Linked DNA regions of Zea mays: region 2 is linked to region 1. A link is a contact called in public Hi-C data. All regions are on one chromosome and are shown on one strand. Each heading gives the region's core, a stretch centred on a gene start, on an enhancer-like site or on the middle of the called end of the contact. The rest is flanking DNA. Distances are from core to core; before and after follow the strand shown. Region 1 holds the start of LOC100272282. Region 2 holds the start of LOC100286188.

What was found. Hi-C and Micro-C count contacts between places; a contact is called where the count stands out from the background.
Region 2: a contact with region 1 is called in a Hi-C map of leaf, with 6 times the contacts expected there. The contact joins the promoter of LOC100286188 here to the promoter of LOC100272282 in region 1. A contact is called at or near these places in 3 of 25 Hi-C or Micro-C datasets (ear, leaf and tassel).

What each region holds. Positions count from the first base shown.
Region 1 is chr1:216,499,818-216,502,776 of Zm-B73-REFERENCE-NAM-5.0, reverse strand. It overlaps LOC100272282, which reads left to right and starts at 1,657. Exons shown (of 1, transcript NM_001146769.1): 1 at 1,657-2,935. The coding sequence starts at 1,935. The coding sequence ends at 2,795.
Region 2 is chr1:216,882,105-216,884,904 of Zm-B73-REFERENCE-NAM-5.0, reverse strand. LOC100286188 reads left to right here and starts at 1,322. Exons shown (of 2, transcript NM_001159076.1): 1 at 1,322-1,813; 2 at 1,906-2,321. The coding sequence starts at 1,451. The coding sequence ends at 2,088.

The DNA of each region.
Region 1 (2,959 bases), core at 408-2,907:
GCCTTCACACCAAGGACCTTTACTCCTGGCTGTCGCATGGGCCTTGTGAGACCTCGCCCATGTCTAGCTTCATCTGCTGGCCTCATAGGACAAACTCCAGACTTGGGCTAACCTACATAGGAAAGGAACTATCTCTGATGACACCTGTGAAATTTGCTCTACTGACCCAGAAACAACATCACATATTCTTCTTCACTTCTCCTTTGCACGAGATTTTTAGAACACCCTGGGAATCCATGTTGGCGAGGGATTTAGCTACTCCAGCATGCACCAATTTCCACGACCCCCTGGCCTTCTCCAAGCTGCCTTCCCCACCTTCAATGTGCTTTGCTGCTGGCACTTGTGGAAGCGACGCAACAACTACGTCTTCAGACAAGAATCCTCCTCTGGTTGTTGTAATCCAGCGTGTATTGCAGATGTCCACTTGTGAGCTTGTAGATTGAAACATTCTGAATCCATCCAGGCTGCCCGGCATGGATGCCTCTCCCACGTACTCTCATGCTTGTAATCTCTATGCCTTCTAGGGTTGTTCCTCTATGCTTCTAGAGCCTAATATATCAAGTGAGACTTTTGCCCCGTCAAGAAAATAATAAAAAGTTAGGATGGTGTTGGCACCTTTTTGGGGCCAATCACTCAACAAGAACCAGTGGCGGTGCTCTCTGGTCAGGCGCGGACGGTCCACGGCACAGGGCCGGATAGTCCGCGACCTGGCGCGAGGCTAGGGTTCCCTGCCTGACGGCCGGACGGTCCGCGCCCTAGGGTCGGATGGTCCACGACCTGGCGACAGGGTCGTCTTCCTCCTCCTTGCTGGAATCTAGATCTCGTCCCCTAGGGGGAAAAGATCTTAAGGTGCTCTAGGTCGATAGGTCACCCAGGGCATCCCCAAACGACGTGGAGTCGTCTAGTAATTAAGAGATCAGTTCGAGGAGGAGGTCTTAGATGGACAACTAGATCTTGCCCCCCGGGAGGGGTGAGATCCTAGGGTCATCTTGGGATCGGCAGACCACCCAAGACGGATCTAGACGACGTAGAGTCAAATAGGGGTGGAGGTGGATATGTGGAAGACTACAACTAGAACTATGCTACATCTACTCTTAGGGCAGGAAAAGTAAATAAAGTAATTGGTTCGATTGGAATGTGTTCGGGGGTTCTCAATCGGTCGTAACCCTTTATATTTATAGGGGAGGAGGTCTGGACCCTTTTCTAAGAGATAGCCAACAAACTCCCACGTGATTAGATAGATAACCATGTACGAGATAAGGATAAACATCCGAGTTAATCTAATCTCGGGACACGCGGATCGTCCGGGCCCAAGGGCCGGACCGTCCGCTCATTTTGGTGTCCAGATGGTTTATAATTTTTGTCATTCTTATAGTTTGTTTGGTAACTAGTGGTTTATTTTGATTATTAATAGTATATTATAGGAGGGGACATAAGCAACGCTAAATGGGAGTGGAACGATGGAATTATGACCTGACCGAGCCGACATCGAACCCAAATGGCAGATGTGGACACCTTAGAGCTTGGCTCGGGTTCGTGTTCGGCTCGAGCCTGGACAGAGGGTGGCTCGAGCTCGGCTCGTTGAGAGCCGTAGCCCAGCACGCCGCCTCCGCTTTCCCCTCGCCTTCTTCTCCAGGATTCCGACCCACCAGATCCGCCCCCGTTTTCTCGCCTCGCGGTCTCGCCCCTCGCACCCGCCCCTCAGCTCCCATGGGCTCTCGCCGTCGCTGACACTGGGGCCCAACGCTCTCCCCCGCGTCCGCGCCCGCCTCCTCCCCCTCACCCTCCTCCTCCTCTTGTTGCCTCCACTGACTCTAGCCGACCGCCCCCGCCCACCGACATCGGAAGCCCTAGCTGCTGCAGGAACTGCCCTGCCGGCCCGCCGCTCCTCCGCTCGAAGCGTCTCCGGTTTCTTGGATGCACCGGCTGCTCCGATGGCTGCCCTTCCGCCCGCCGCAGAGGACCCCGACGCCGTGGAGATCCGTGAAGTTTGGGCGAGCAACCTGGAGGAGGAGTTCGCAGTGATCCGCGCCGTCGTCGACGTGTACCCGTACGTGGCCATGGACACGGAGTTTCCCGGCTTCGTGGTGACGCCGAGCGCCGAGTACCGGTTCACCTGCGACCGCAACTACGCCGCCCTCGAGGGCAACGTCAACGTGCTCAAGCTCATCCAGCTTGGCCTCACCCTCTCCAACGGGGCAGGCGCGCTCCCGCCGTGCGGCACGGGTGGGAGGCGCTGCATCTGGCAGTTTAACTTCCGGGGCTTCGACCCGCACACCGACCCTTCTAGCAGCGACTCCATCGATCTGCTCCGCCGCAGCGGCATCGACTTCGACCTCTTTGCGGCTGAGGGGGTCGATTCCACCCGCTTCGCCGAGCTGATGATGTCGTCCGGAGTCGTGCTGAACGACGATGTCCAGTGGGTGACCTTCCACAGTGGCCACGACTTCGGCTACCTCCTCAAGCTGCTCACCGGACGGGAAATGCCCAACACCTTGGATGAGTTCCTGAAACTCACCAAGACCTTCTTTCCGGTGATGTACGACATCAAGCATCTCATGAAGTTCTGTGGCGGTGGCCTATATGGCGGGCTGAGCAAGCTTGGGGAGCTGCTCAAGATTGAGCGTGTTGGGATCAGCCACCAGGCTGGATCTGATTCGCTGCTGACCCTGCAGTGCTTCATGAAGCTCAAGCAGTTGTATTTAAAGGAGTCTGTTAAGTTGTATGATGGTGTGTTGTTTGGGCTTATTCCTGGGGAAGTGGAGATCAAACCTGTTGCTCCACCCATTGAATGAGTTATGGTAGTTCAATAACAAGATTCTGAATGATAAAAATGGAGAACAGAGCCTACCATCAGTGAATATATAGCTGATCTGATGATTTCTGGTGCTTGTTATGATATGCCTTCTCTCCTGGTTAATTCTCCCCATTAACCACTTGAATGTGTGTTTCTTTGTGT
Region 2 (2,800 bases), core at 73-2,572, 380 kb before region 1:
CACCTCGAGCCGCTGCGCCCATGTGCCGAACCGCCATCGCGGCGTCGCCCACCGAGACCACCCTCGCCTCTCCGCCACTGCCACTGCCACTGCCACTCCGAGCCATCATCGTCACCACGATCGCCACCATTAGAGGTTCCCCCACTGCCTGTTTAATTGTAATTTTTTGTTTTGAACTTTTTAAAGCACATGCTATATGATGAGTAATCTAGTGGATGAATCACAATACGTTATATTGCATATTTTTAGTATTAGGTGTGGGATACGTAGTTTGTTAGAAATGTATTGCCATAGTATATGTACATTTTTTGTGATTGTCGGTCATTACGTCGTTAATAAATGTGTGGATGTCAGCCATCGTGCTGTTAGTTTTCTTTGCAAGTTTTGGAAACCTTCCCGCGCGGGGAGGTGCTATGGAAATTTTTTGTTGACAGGCTTGTGTTTATTATTTTTGCAGAGGTCTTCCTAGCCGATGTAGGTCGGCCTGCACCGCGTCACGTCGCCACTGCACCGATCCGCCATAGCCCCGCTAGCCTGACTCCAACGATACCCTAGTTATAACATCTACTTTTGCATCATGGTCGTAGATCACATAAGAGATACAATGTAGATACACAGATCTTTGCATATATATAAATGTATCTGTTTCGAATTGTCCAATTTTTTGAATAGCATGTGGTTTATAGATAGGGTTAGTTTCCATGCTCTACTATGATTGTATTGATAACAGATAAAGAGGACAAAGTGTTCTGGCGGTAAATAAGGCCAGTTTTACTGAGTTCTGTCCTTTATGATGCATTAGCTATTTGATGATTTATCAGGTTAATTTAAAAGATATAAAAAATTTTATTTGGATAAAACCTATTATCATAAAAGCTAATGTGACACTTTTATTATTCGATTTTTAAGGTGGTGTTCTTAGTTTTGTTGGTGTCCTCATTTTTATAATTAGTTATGTTTTTTCTTATTATAGATCAGAAGAGTAAAACTGAGCAAAAAAAATATGACTAAGAGTAAAAACGAGGAACGTGATAAAACTAAAGGTTTTGTGTTACGAAAGTCACCGATAAAAAAAAAAGACTCGAGGCACCTCTCGATAAGTGATTGGAGATCCCTTCATCCGGCCCTTCTCCATTCACCTACAACTTTCCTCCTACAGCACGACGGTTCGCATCGCAGCCCACTGGGCCACGGGCCACGACACTTGCAAAATGAAAACCCGGCCCACATAGTCCGAAATTGAAAACCACAGCCGCGACGCCGACGCGCACCGAACAACAGCTCCGAGAACGTATCGCCCACAATCCTCCACGTCTACCGCAATCTGTCACTATAGCCTGCGCATTCGCATCCGGGCATCCGGCATCCCACCCCACCCACCTCCTTCCTCTTCCCGCCCGCTAAAACCCACGCCACCGCCGCGCGCCGCCGGCAGCGCAAGGGACGCACGATGGCCATGCAGGTGGTGCGCAACCTCGACCTGGAGCGGTACGCGGGGCGGTGGTACGAGATCGCGTGCTTCCCGTCCCGGTTCCAGCCCAAGACGGGCACCAACACGCGCGCCACCTACACGCTGAACCCGGACGGCACTGTGAAGGTGGTGAACGAGACGTGGGCCGACGGGCGCCGCGGCCACATCGAGGGCACGGCCTGGCGCGCCGACCCTGCCAGCGACGAGGCCAAGCTCAAGGTTCGCTTCTACGTGCCGCCCTTCCTCCCCCTCATCCCCGTCACCGGCGACTACTGGGTGCTCCACATCGACGCCGACTACCAGTACGCGCTCGTCGGGCAGCCCTCCAGGAACTACCTCTGGGTGCGTGCGAATTCCTCTCTGGCCTCCGTCCGTCTATCCCTCGCCGAATCGTGCCTGTCTGCCTACCAATCCCCCTGTGTTTGTGTGTGCAGATCCTTTGCAGGCAGCCTCACATGGACGAGTCCGTGTACAAGGAACTGGTGGAGCGTGCCAAGGAGGAAGGGTACGACGTGTCGAAGCTCCGCAAGACGGCGCACCCTGACCCGCCGCCGGAGAGCGAGCAGAGCCCCAGGGACGGCGGGATGTGGTGGGTCAAGTCCATCTTTGGCAAGTAGCCTTGTGGTGGTGGGTGGCAGCGCGGGTGCTGCCGTGCCGAGCAGGCGAGCGCACGCAAGAGATGCCTGTGACCGTCGGTTCCGCGTGTACATTCAGCACTAGCTGGGGATTAAGTTGGTTCGTTGTTGCTGTCGCGATCTGCAAATGGCGAAAAGTGTGCTTGTTTCTTGCCCGTCTGTATTGTATCGAACTTTGAGCGAATGTTTCAGTTTGCTGCATCATTTGTTTGTCATGTGCTGAATTCCCTGCTTGACCGAGTTCGTAGGCAATCCTCCATGTCGTTCTGTTCAGTTGTGGTTAACGCAGCGTGGAAGGAAACTGAAGTTTTACGGAGACGGACACAATTGCCGGCTTTCTCCGCGGTGCCGCTTGGTGGCAGCGGCCAGCGGGCAGGGAGCGTGGCACGGCGTGCTCAGCGCGAGCCGAGAAGCCGGGACCGCCGAGGGCGCACGCGACGTGTGAGGGGCACTCCATGACATTCAACAATTCGGTATCCAAATTCCCGAGGGCGCACGCGACGTGTGAGGGGCAGCTCCATGACATTCAACAATTCGGTATCAAAATTCTTATTCACATAGGTACGTGCCCGTGCGTTGCAACGACATTCAGAATATTTGGCAAAATATTAGTGCACAACAATTATATAGTATTGTAATGTGATACTTCTAGGAGATAATTCAAAACCTTGGATAACTTAAGGCCAATAAATAA